Regions from separate parts of the Juglans regia genome. Here region 1 is linked to region 2. Evidence: chromatin contacts called from public Hi-C data. All regions are on one chromosome and are shown on one strand. The core of a region is the stretch at or near the end of the contact, and the rest is flanking DNA. Distances in the headings are between cores, read along the strand shown. Region 1 holds the start of LOC109009678 (probable serine/threonine-protein kinase SIS8). Region 2 overlaps LOC109005109 (probable beta-1,3-galactosyltransferase 12).

What was found. A called contact is a pair of places that touch in the nucleus more often than the background predicts.
Region 1: a Hi-C map of leaf shows a contact between it and region 2, with 5 times the contacts expected there. The contact joins the promoter of LOC109009678 here to the enhancer-like site in region 2. A contact is called at or near these places in 3 of 3 Hi-C or Micro-C datasets (all in leaf).

Annotation. Positions count from the first base shown.
Region 1 is chr6:4,890,050-4,896,591 of Walnut 2.0, forward strand. LOC109009678 (probable serine/threonine-protein kinase SIS8) reads left to right here and starts at 5,080. Exons shown (of 13, transcript XM_035690830.1): 1 at 5,080-5,739. The coding sequence starts at 5,227. LOC109009676 (glycine dehydrogenase (decarboxylating), mitochondrial) reads left to right here. Exons shown (of 15, transcript XM_018990252.2): 10 at 41-229; 11 at 552-629; 12 at 706-831; 13 at 922-1,020; 14 at 1,201-1,318; 15 at 1,734-2,029. The coding sequence ends at 1,828.
Region 2 is chr6:4,848,408-4,855,141 of Walnut 2.0, forward strand. LOC109005109 (probable beta-1,3-galactosyltransferase 12) reads left to right here. Exons shown (of 7, transcript XM_018983900.2): 2 at 171-323; 3 at 414-496; 4 at 574-673; 5 at 801-914; 6 at 2,041-2,183; 7 at 4,352-4,737. The coding sequence ends at 4,440. Among protein-coding and RNA genes, the nearest start is that of LOC109009675, 14 kb to the right of the region's middle. Within about 2 kb of position 4,839, the one cell type or tissue checked has open chromatin away from gene starts, as enhancers often do. A contact at or near this core is called in leaf, where this site is marked.

The sequences.
Region 1 (6,542 bases), core at 3,830-6,329, 42 kb after region 2:
TCTCGTTCAATCTCTAATCTTGTTCTGGTTTACTTCTAAGGTACCCACAACTGGAATACCTGCCCCAGACAAGCCTCAGCCACTCGGTACAATTTCTGCTGCGCCTTGGGGCTCTGCACTTATCTTGCCAATATCATACACATATATAGCCATGATGGGGTCTAAGGGACTCACCGACGCATCAAAGATAGCAATTCTGAATGCCAACTACATGGCAAAACGTTTGGAGGTTCCGAATTATTTCTTATTCATTCTATGCCTCACTTCTGGAAAATCACTTTGTGCTATAAAACCTGGTAGTTCTATGCTCTGGCCATGTCTGTCTGTGAAAAGAAGAACGACAGTCATTTGTTTTCCTAGCAAGTTCCATGATAATGTGGCAGATGATTGTATTACTTCTTAAATAAGATGTGTGTGACCAGTGCATGGAACCCACGCATGTTTGTGTTAGAAAACTCTTGAGGTTTTGAGTTATTACTCTTTTTTGCAATTAAAGTATCAATAATTTTTCCCAGTTTTCTCATGGTAGTATATTGCTTTGGCTTCTGCAGAACCATTATCCCGTTCTTTTCCGTGGTGTCAATGGAACAGTTGCCCATGAATTCATTGTTGATTTAAGAGGCTTCAAGGTAGTTTTATTTGTTGTTTTTTTAATAGTTGTCTACTGTTTCTGTTTTGAGAGCAATAATAAAAGCATTACTGCAGAATACCGCTGGGATAGAGCCTGAAGATGTTGCCAAACGTCTAATGGACTATGGATTTCATGGACCAACAATGTCATGGCCAGTTCCAGGCACACTCATGATTGAACCCACTGAAAGTGAAAGCAAGGTATGCCCATGTGGGAGCCCTTTCTCTTTCATACCACCCTTATCCTCTCTTTTGTTTTTCATGTTTAAGTAAATTTAAAATCTTTTGCAGGCTGAGTTAGACAGGTTTTGTGATGCTCTTATTTCCATAAGAGAAGAAATTGCTCTGATTGAGAATGGAAAAGCTGATGTCCACAACAATGTCCTGAAGGTGAAATAGCTAATTTTTTTTCCACTCCTGCAATTAGTTGTCTCTCAAATTTTAAATTAAGCAGACACCCAATTTAATTTTGATCTTTATCTTTGCATGATTCTGGATGCATCTTGATATGTATAGATATAATTTAATAAATGAACTTCAAGAGCAATTATCTAACAAGTGTGAGTGCAGGGAGCTCCTCATCCACCATCCCTACTCATGGGAGATGCTTGGACAAAACCATATTCTCGGGAATATGCTGCGTTCCCTGCTTCTTGGCTCCGTGGTGCGAAGTTCTGGCCTACTACAGGTATCAAATTCCATCTTTATTTAATATTATAATTCTGAAATATTTTTTGTTTAATGCCTTTCCCCATCTTTTATTCCCTTTCTTATGTATGAACTGGTATCCTTTCGGACTGACCTGCTATTAGAAAAAAGTACTTGAGTTTTCTTAAGCAACAACAAAAATACTTTATCAATTAATATGCATGATATTATTACTGATTCCATTCACTTTCAACATATATTTTAACTATTTTAAGACGATCTACTTAGTCGATGATTATCATCAAAAGTTGCAACTCCTAGAGATGATGACAAACCTTAAATGCTCAATTTTAATCTGTAGCACTGAAGTAAACATTTCTTTAGAATGCATGCATTCTGCTGTAGGTGCTCTTAATTTTACTTAATGCTGAATTCTTTTTGCGCTGTTATCTCAGGACGCGTAGACAATGTGTATGGTGACCGCAACCTCATCTGCACCCTTCTCCCAGCATCACAAGTTGTTGAAGAAGCAGCAGCAGCCACTGCTTAGTCTTCAGTGCCATGCTCCTTGCTCCAAGGTTTCTCGACGAAACCATATTCTTCTCCCCCATTTGTAAATAAATTTCCTTCTCTATACAAGTCCTTTGCAGCTGGTGACATTCATTTTCACAAGACAATATCGATGATCAGCTTTCCTAAATAACAATTGTTGCTAATTGCAACTCGAATGGAATGTCTGCAATTCATATTTGCTTTGTTCTTGCCCTCTAGGGACCTAGCCAATAGCAAACAGAATCCAAATGCTTAAACTTATTGAAAAAAATGCTAATTGTGGTTCTTAATTCATAAAGCCAAGATTGGATTAATGTTCATTCGCTTCGCTTGCGGAGCGGCGTGTCGAAAAAAAGAAAAGCGGATTAGAATTGTTATCAGTACTACAGAACAAACTAACTAATTTCAATAGTGGATAGGATAAGTTGCTATTCTATTATATTGAGACTGGAAAAAATGGGATCAGATGAAAAGTGCTTGACAAAGAAGTGGAGGGCTTGAGAGTCATAGAAGAAAGGGCACTTCCAGTGTATTTTCATTAGAAAGGATATGATGTATAGGAAAAAAAACAAAGAAAAAGGAGAACAGAAGAGAAGGTCTTAAGAAACTAGTAATGGTTAATGGTAGTGAGCAAGATAAGCTGTTCATCAGCATCTACCAAGCTTCCCCTGAATCTTACAAAATAGCCTCTTTAACTCGTCTCCTCAGCAAACTAATTGGAAATAGTATAATCCGAGAAGATTCTATTTTGACCCCCCTATCAACTCACCAAGTCACTAGCCAAATATTGAAGAACCTTCTCTCCCCCGGTTGGTTGTTGTTGGCGGCGGCAGTGGTGGTGATGAGTCAAAGCAAGGGAACATCAAACTCATCGAAGGTTGCTCCGGGTTAACTTAGAAGATCTCCGAGATCGGACCAAATCCGGCAATGGCATCGAACTCTCATTACAATTATCCGTCTTCAATTTTTCCAAAACTGGCCCTAATCACCTGACCAGGGGATAGATTGTTGCAATGGCTTTATAAAAAGCTCCACCATTTTTAAGTATTGAAGTGTAGTCAGTAGAAGGATTTAATATCTTGCAGGAACTATAGATTTTCAACTTAAGCTGGTACATTATTATCCAGAAAGTACAACAATGTACCTTGTTTGAATTTTCTTTTTTATTTTCTTGGAAAATGCTTGGCTTTCATTAGTACAAAGAAAATTGGTATAAGGGAATGGGATGAATCCCAATACAACATCAATCAAAATATAACCAATTTGGTTTAACCATCCTAATCTAAGGTTTTCAATGCGACAGTAAAAAGCACGAAATATAAGTCTCAGATGTTCAATTTTTATGCATGCTTTTTATGAAAAGGTAGACTCCACTATAAAAAAAAAAAGTATGAAAATTTTACTTTTGAAAAAAGTTAGTTTACTCACTCTACTTGAACGCTCTACTTAACTGTGCAGGAAAACAAAATTTACTTAATAATTAAAGAAGTGATTTTAAATATATTGGTGTATTTTTTTTATTTTTTTAAAATATTTAAATATATTAAAAAAATATGAGTAGAAAAATAAAATAAAAAGTTACAAAAAATAATTATCAGTCAATTAGAGTGAGTTACTTTGAGCGACAGAGTAGACCGACTCTTTACTTTTTCTTGATGGAACTCATTTTTTTACAAAAAAAACCTTGTGCATTCTAGACTCATCCTAACATTAATAATCAAGGACAATCTTGCCTCAAAACAATGCACAAACCAATGAGAGTGTGACCATCCTATTTACATATCAACTCTAGAAAGATAAATAAAAAATAAAAAATTTAGAAACATATATAGTACCTGCCATAAGTTTATTTGCAGGAATAAATGCATTGATCTAATCGATAAATGTTACAATAAAATTCGATAAAAACTAAGAACTATTGAATTTTAGGTAGAAAAGGTAAAATACTCCAAAACTGCGGTACTAAAAAAAGCTAATAAGATCTCAAATAAATAATATTATGACTAATATTGAGAAGCAAAAACTTGATAAGTCCCACTCAATATAAAACTTACATGTTTATCCAGGGAATATACTCCAATTCTCCTTTATATATGAACTCGAGTATTGCTATTTAAAGACTTTTACATCATACGCTATACATATATCATCATTTAATTTAAAAAATAAATTTAAAATTTATTCACGTGTTATGACACATGGATGGTGTGGTGTAAAAATTTTTAAATAGAATTATTCGTACGATCCATTTCTTACTTATTTTTCTTCCACTCAAAGGCTTGTATCAAGAAATTAAAAAAGAGTAATGATATCCTTTCAATCATTTTTACAATTCTTTAAACGACCATGTTTTAAAATGGAGAAATGATATTTGTAGTCATAAAATGTGTACGTTTCATATACTTTCTTTAAGAAAATGACTATTAGTGAAATTGTATATTTTTAAAATTTTTTTTAATGATTAAGGAAGTTAAGAAAATACTTAAAATAAAATAATAATAAAAAATAAAAATTTTAAATATACTAAAAAATAAAAAAAAAATAGAAATAATAAGGCTTATCATTATCTTAAAATAAAATGCTGAAAAAAGGACAAAGAAAAAGAATACCAATTGGCCGTGGTTGCGTGCCGAAAATGTTAAAAAAAAAAAAAAAAGGGAAAGGGGATAGAATTACAAAGTACAAGTCAATTGAACAGCTAGCAAGTCTCAGCACAAGTCTCTCTCTCTCTCTCTCTCTCTTCTGTCATTTATGTAGAGCCATAAATCTATCCAATTCCAGTCGTAACAGGCAACACAAAGAGGTACCATTTTCTGATTTTTTTTTCGACCTTTTCGATTTCAATTCTCATTTTAATTTGGTGTGCATCATCCATCTCTCAAAATTTTCTCTATTCTTTCATTTTTCTATTCTAAAATATCTATATTATATACTATTTTCGTAACATAATTTAATTTAAAACATAAATTGTAAAATTTAAATTTTATAAATTAATCTTATAATTTATTATTTAAGTGATATATATAATGTGTTTTATACACCAACTTTAAAAATAAAATAATTATATCAAGCTATTAAGATTAAATTTAACTGTATTTATGATATGGCGGTTAAAATATAAATATATATTTTGACTTGGTAGTATATATATTTATATATATATATTTATGGAAGTTTATTTTTTTAGGGATTGGTTTATATAATTATATGGGTTTTGTTTGGGGATACACAATATATAGAATGCATTGGAGGGAATTGGTGAGCCGTTAATTTTATAGTCTTTGGAGTTGTGTTAGCTTGACGACGAAGGGTGCGCAGGTTAAGCGAATCTGCTTTGTGCCTAGTGGGCGTAGGTTATGCCAGTAGAGACGCACAGAAAGAAAGAGAGAACCCTTTATGCTTCGAGAGAGAGAGAGAGAGAGAGACATACAGACAGAGTCTCTGTTCCTTGGAGGATCGATGTCCAAAATGAAGCATCTACTCAGAAAGCTACACATCGGTGGTGGACTCAATGAACACCAGAGATTGGCCGAGACCCGACCCACAACGAACCCGAGCCCCACTCAGAGTCCGAGCCCGAATACGCCCGCTTCGTCTTCTTCTTCTTCGGGGCCGTCTTCGACGGCCTCTGGGCCCGCCACAATGGGGAGAATCGGGGCCGATGAGTCAGTCGTCGATCGGACGGCTGGGGATGGCGGTGGCGGTGGTGGTGATGGCTGCGTGGATTTCAATTTCATGGAGGAGGAATTTCAGGTGCAGTTGGCCCTAGCGATTAGCGCGTCCGATCCCGATGCGCGCGAGGAATCCGAGACGGCTCAGATCGATGCCGCCAAGCAGATTAGCCTTGGGTGCTCCGCTCCCGTCTCTGACAGTCAAGCCATCGTCAAGTTTTCGTCGCTTCGTTATTGGGTAGGCCATGACTTCTGATTCCCAAAATTCTCCATTTCTTTCTTATTGCAGTTGTTTCTGAATTGGAGCAAATTAGGTCTGTTTGTAAATTTTGTGGATCTTGTCTTCTTGATGGGGTACCATATATTTGCGTTTATTCTTGGATCATTTCGTTAATTATGTTAAAACGTGTACGCTATACCGTGGGCATTTCTGAAACTTTCTTGTTAGGTATATGACTTTGGTGCATTAGTGTTGGAATGATGCTTTGTGAGTTTCGGATGAGGAGGGGTGGCTTGATTTTTTATTTGTGGTGCCTTGTTTATACTATGGCAATCATTTACTTTACTCGAAAAATTCAAATTCTTTTGCAAACTATGGTGAGTGAAGTTATAAATTAATTACTTGTTTCCTTGTATTTCGTATCCAACTTTGAAGCTGTTTTCTTGGTCTTTCTTATGCATATTTTTGTACAATTACCTATAGTTGATTGCTCTCGTGTTCTGGTTTTGCCTCATGGACCATGCTTTATCTTGATCTAGTTTTCAAGATTTTGATGAGATCATTGTTCACTTTTCTATACCCTCAACTTTGTTGATGAGAAATTGAGGAAAAGTAAAGAAACAATATTCTGGCGTTCTATATTGTTGTGGTAATGAGTTCCTTGTCTTAAGTAAGTGAAATAGCTTAATTTTTTATGACATGGAACCACAATAAGGTAGGAGGGCCCTTTGGACACACCCTTGAGGAGTAAACCCCGAATACAATATTTCACCTGCCAGAACTGTGTATCAGGTAATCCAGGGAACTCCTAGTGTGGAGTG
Region 2 (6,734 bases), core at 3,589-6,088:
GGAGGGACATTAAATTTATGATATGGTGTCAATGGAAATGCTTCCTCGACACTTGCCTATTGGCCACGGGATGTTTGCCTTTTCTATTGTACCTCACTATAACTCTTCTATTTTCTTTCCTTGTTTTACTCATCACAAATTTTAGTCACTTTTCTTTCCATCTCTTGTAGGTTGGAACAAGCCACTGGTTTAGCTTTTAGGTTTGTAATTGGCCGATCCAAAAATTCAAAAAAGATGGTAGAGCTTCATGAAGAGGTGGAGAAGTACAAGGATTTCATGTTTATTGATCTTGAGGAAGAATATTTAAAGCTTCCATACAAATCGTAAGAGCTCTCTATTTGTACTAATTTTTATGTTGATAACTGGATGTTCTTGGCACCTTATGTTTTATTTCCTTTTCCCCTGCTTTGTAGGTTGGCATTTTTCAAAGCAGCCTTTGAACTTTTTGACGCTGATTATTACGTCAAAGCTGATGATGACATTTATTTACGTCCTGGTACATTGAAGTGCATATAGATGCTTTAATAATAGTCCTGTGGATTGCTGTATAATGGTGTTCCCATAATTTGTCAGATCGACTAGCAACTCTTCTAGCAAAGGAGCGAACCCATTCACTGACTTACATTGGATGTATGAAGAAAGGACCAGTGATCACTGACCCTAAAATGAGATGGTATGAGGTTTACCAAATTATTATCAACCGTTCTTTTGCTTTGTGACTGGTTATTTACTTTTTGTCAAATATGTGCCTTTCAAAGTTTCCCCCTTTTTTGGAGGATTGATGACCCCAAAACTTTCAGGTATGAGAAATCGGGACATCTGATTGGATCTGAATACTTTTTGCATGCTTATGGTCCTATATATGTCCTTTCTGCGGAGGTGGTAGCTTCACTAGCAACTGCCAGAAATAATAGGTTCATAAACTTTGTCTCTGAATTTCTCTTTATGTTATTTCTTTTGGCCAGTCATTAGATTATGGTTTTATATTTATATTTTCCTTTAAATACATTGTCTTGAAAATCAATTAACTGCTTGCCTTTGCTGTTTTTTTTTCACCCACAAGTCCTATTGCATCTAGTAATTGCTGGCCTTGCTTGTCATGCATCCGTACAAACTTCTTGGTCCCTCAAAACAGATTTTTTGCTTCTTTGAAAGAAATACAGGGATAAAAGATTGCTCAAATTGACAATCTTGATATACAAATCAATTTTAGTTCAAACCTAGGTAAACCTTTCAAATCCAAAAGATGGATCATTATGCCACATTTGAGAAAAGTTTGCATTGATGCCCTACATTGTGTTGACTGATATATAAACGCTTTGGTCTAAGTGGTTATAAATATTTTAAATGTAATTAACTCTTCTATGTATTTGGTTTGAATTCTTTTGTGATTTCTGATTCTCTAGATTTACTATATTTTACAATCTTTTGTGAGCTACACGGGTTCTTACATTTATGACTTGGCAAGATGAGAAAGTAAACCTTCTAAAGGAAAAAAAAAAAAAGGGGAGAGTGAGGATAATATGTCTGGACAATTGCTATTCTTGAACCAACTCGTTCTTTGATCTAATTCAAGAATTTTGCTGGTTTGTGTTATCACATTCTGTCACCTTAAGCAAGCCTCATATGCATCTCATTGAGTTCTCTTCCCTCAGAAGCATTATTCCTCTCATGCTGAGCAGCCTTTCCTTTCTCTGTTTCCTTTATTGGTTTTACAGACTTTTTTCTTGCAAGTATCTAAGCTTGCTATTGCCTTTAGGGGATGGTTTCTTTTGCCTACTTCCCCCTTCATGAAATTACTTATAAAAAAGGGTTTGAACCTGTAAATTACCAACATGTATACTAAATAAATTAATAGAAGCCATATAACAATGGCATCATTCATCCTATCGCGATCAAATATTTTTTTTCTCTATTTCTTGGGAAAATTTCTTTGTTTGCGTTATTAATGCCACAGAAATGTCATATAGAAAATCCTTTTAAACTGTAATGTTTCCTATGGCTATATTCTGCTCACTGGATTTAATTTCTAGCCTTCAGTTTGAGGATGTTTAGCAATGAAGATGTCACAATTGGGTCATGGATGCTTGCTATGAACGTGCATCATGAAGATAACCGGGCAATATGTGACCCTCGATGCACACCTACATCTATTGCTGTGTGGGACATCCCAAAATGTTCAGGTAATCCCTTTTTTTTTCCAAGTACACTGGATGTATACAAGAGAAAACACTTAGTTGGGGGCAGAAATAGATACGAGGAACATTAAGCCCATCTAGGAAAATGAACCTAACAAAGCCCTAGCCCAAGCCCAAAGATGCACCTGCCCCAAACCACCACCAGTGCACCAATGCCTATCCCACCAAACCAGGTTTTACCCATACACCAAGCCGCTGTAAATTCCCCAACACACTCCTCAGTACTTGTAAACTCTGAACGGGCCTACTAAAAATATACAATTGTTTCTATCTTCCCTCTGGTCCTCCCTCGTCTTGAACTACCTCCCCTAGCGTCATAGTTGATTGCCCAAGTAAGACGCTTTAATTCTCTGGTCTTCTTAGATCTTGATTTTGCGCCAAGTACTTGACCCACCTCTATTGCAGTGAGTAGTGCTGTGAATTGATCCTCAAATCCTTCACAGGTAATCCCTACACACAATTCTATCTCATTTACCTTGTTCAAAATCCAATCCGATGATGAATCAACTATATTGTTAATCGGTGGGAGAGATATTGGGGGGACAACATCTTCTGCAGACTCCGCTTCAAACAGTAGGCCAAGCCCTATAAATTCCTCCTTGCAAGCCACCAATGACAGCCCCATCCCTTCCTCCACGCCAGTTCCTAAAACTCGCATCTCCTCCACAGCGCCATTGATGATGTCACCACCTTGGCCAAAGTTATGTGTCGACCCACAAGATGCCTGAAGAGGTACCAAGGAACTGGTTCCCTCCGACATGGGTGTTGGAACCATGGTCGCCATTTGAAGTTTGGGGTTAGCGGAAACTCCCCAAAAACTCAGGAATACCTTAGGTCCGTTGTTGGTGGCATTGATTCGACGAAGATAGCATTGACTGCGCCACTTGTCGGCAAACTTTCCAAGTCACCCTTGGTGAGGGGCAGTCCGTTTCGGCCGTCTCCACTCCAATACCCGATGTAGAACCCACTTCGAATGAAGATGACCCGCTTCTCCTTTTGACCCACCACACTCGCCGGGGTCCAGATATTGAAATTGGGCCAAACCCAACTTTCTTGTTTCCTTTATCTAATTTTATAGCATTCGGCCCATCACTTAACACGCCAAGCCCGCCCTTATTGGGCCTTACAGTACCATTACCACCTCTTAGCATACCTAACCCTTCAAGTTTTGCTGATAGCATAGCAACCACTGCCTTCAACTAAGCAAGCTGGTTTTGAATCTCTTTTAATGTACAGTGCATGCCATTGGGAAGACCCAAACCATCCAAGTCGGACCCCTTCTGACTTGGAATATGTCCATGTGCAATCTGTAGAGTCTGCAGACCCTTTTCACTGCTTTCCTTTTTGCCCCTATTAGCAAACTGAGTCACCGAAGCAGGACCCATATTTAGAGCTTCTGCATATGATCGCCTCACCACCGTGGCTGTGCTCGGGTCTTTTTGCTTCAGGCCCATATTGTTGTTCTCATGAGCAGATAAATTCTTTTGGCTTTTCCCCAATGACCCATCTCCATGATTGCCAGAAAAGAGATCAGCGAATCTGCGCAACTTGACAACAAATTTCTCCCAACCCAGGCCTTCATAATCCTATTTTTTAAAGCCTTGTGCCATTGGTTCTTTTCTATAAGTACCATGAGATAAATTTATGACGTGATATGAAAGAATGTTATTTCTTAGATTTTAAGTGAAGTCATTTTCTTGTCAAGCGAGATGTAATTGTTCTGAGCTGTTCTTTTTTAACGTCCATGCTATGTAGAGACACTCTGGCCTTGACCGTGGAAAGAACTGATAGTGTACTGTAATTATACAGATAAGGAAGTTCGTTAATAATTTTATCTGCCTTGAAAGAGTTGTTAATCTGAGTTTCATTTCCTCTTAAATACTTCCTTCCTCAGGATTTCTCTCATTCTGAATTTAGTTGTCGAACCATGTAATAATCCTTGAGGGTTTTGACCTCAACTGGTGCAGAAAATGCAATTGTTCAACATAACGTGGTTGTTAACACTTTTGCATAGATAATATTTACTTTTTCTTGTTTTACTACGATGAGCGATTGCCTATGTATTGTCGTGAACTCAGTGAATACCGTACTGAAATCAAGAGGTGCTTTTCTGTAGCATGCTCTATAATATGAAAACTATTGAAAATTGTCAGGTTTATGCAACCCAGCTAGACGGCTGAAGGAGCTTCACAAGATGAGTATGTGCTCCAAAAGTCCAACCTTGCCTCCTGATGACAGGTAGTACCCCCCGGTCTTGCCCTGAATTACACTCAAACATACATGCTGAAAACAGAGGAAGATCAGCTCGTATAACTGGGATTTCTTCTTTCCTGGGAGGATTAAAAAGGCATGAACGCTACTATATGGTGAATATAAAGCGATAGTTAGTTTAAACTAGTGTGAAAGCTTTTATGGTATAAGCGATTATCGAAACTGTCGTTACCTGTCGGCTGGTTTCATCGGGGAATAAGAAGTTAAAACCTTTGCTAAATACTGTAATTTCTGTGGAGCAATCGTGATCTGGGAAAGATTGGCTTTTTGTTCTGTATATTAGTTCTGTTGGATAAGTATAAACTATTTTGTCTGTACATAGCCATAGAAGAGTAGAATTAAGAGTGTTAAAAGGGGACAAATAGGAGTCTCAACATCACTAAGAAACGGGGCCCCATTTCCATTAAAGACATTGTCATTTAGCTCAAATGACATGGTTCTCCAGCTCGAAAAACCAAAATCGTGATGATCTTGAAAATCACTGGCATCGTGGTTGACACACGTGTTATTGCATTCAGCTATATATGTATTTGACAGTATCTATTTTATCACCACAAATCTGATCTAGCAATAGCAACTTCTAACTTGCATGCATTAAGGAGTGACTCAGAGGTCTCATACGTAGCACTATTATTCTTCATATATGTTATTGATCATGTTTGGTGATCGAGAAATGATTTTTCTTAGCCTGGTGACTATGGAAATCTTCTCGTGTGTGGTTCCAAAGCAAGGAGCCATATATATGTGATTCACTTATTTCTTCAATCAGGTGTGAGATGGGGGATCGACTGTATATTTTGTCTTTCGTCTTGTTCTAATGATTTCGAAATTTTTTTAATGATTTCGAAATTTTTTAAATGTCATTTTCAAGAGAATCAAGGGAAATCTCATTCTACGGTGACTAATATGATTTGCATCTTTTAAAGAATAAGGGTATGTTAATGAAAACCCCATTAAAAAAAAAAAAAAAAAAAACTATATCTCTAATAATTATTCGGTTCTTAAATATATTTTTTTCTATTAAATGAGAGATAAACACAACATGAAAGCTTCATATATATATATATATATATATATATATATATTTCCGAGTTTCATATTTTCCATAAACATTATTATATATTGAGAAATATTTTAGTTACAAAGTTATAAACTTACAAACTGACGTGATTTGATGTAGTACTCCAAATTGTAAAGTTACTTTTACTGTAAGTTATATCTAACGTATCAAATGAAGTAATGTCAGTTTGTAAATTTACTCTTTGAGACTTTCTTCATGTGAATCTTTTTTTAATAAGTACCTTTTTGTGAATCTAGCACTTTTCATACATATTATGGACTTATGTCATGGTAGGAGTGACAATATGTGATACAATTCGTGAACCCAAAACGAATACGATACGAAATTAACGGATTTGGTTTGATATAAATGATTTAGTCAAAACAGGTTGACCCACTAAGACACGATTAATAAACGGTCAATAAAATGTCAACCCACTTAACACGAAATCAACCTGTAATAACCCGTTGAAACTTTATTTCAAATCACAATTTTATTATTGTTGGGTTGTAATATTAGAATTTTTTAATATACTTATATTTTTATTGTTGGAATTGTAATTTATGACTCATATTGATATTTTTTATTGCAGGATTTGTAATATTAATTTTATTATAGGTTAAAATTTAAAAGATAGCGATAATTTTTGTTTGTAAGTAGTCTTATTATTTTTTTAGATATTTTGGCGACTAATAAATATAGATTTTAACTTTTATGTGAAATTATGTTAATAAAATCAAATAGATTATAGGTACATTTACATGAAATGGTTTGAATGAGTTGTATCATGTTGATCTATTTTTAATTAATTATTAAATGGGTCAAAACGAGTGACACAACACGACCTGTTATTGAAATAGATTGAGTTAGGATTTAAATATCTGACCCATTTAACTTAACGGGTTGAGTTCAGGTTGACCCATATAGTTAAATGTTCAAGACTTAATACGACACGATCATGACCCGCACGCAAACATGATTGTTCTCAGACTACTTAATTATTATTTATAAATAATTCAGTATTATTTAAAAATTATTTCATTTCTATTTATAAATAATTTGAGATACTATTTACATCCAAACGGAACTAATTGCACCAATATTTGGAATTGGTAATTAATTTGAATATTAGTTTTTGGCAAATCATGCCAAACCTACTTTTTAAGTAATGAATAAGCTTCGCCATACAAACTTACAAAGACGAC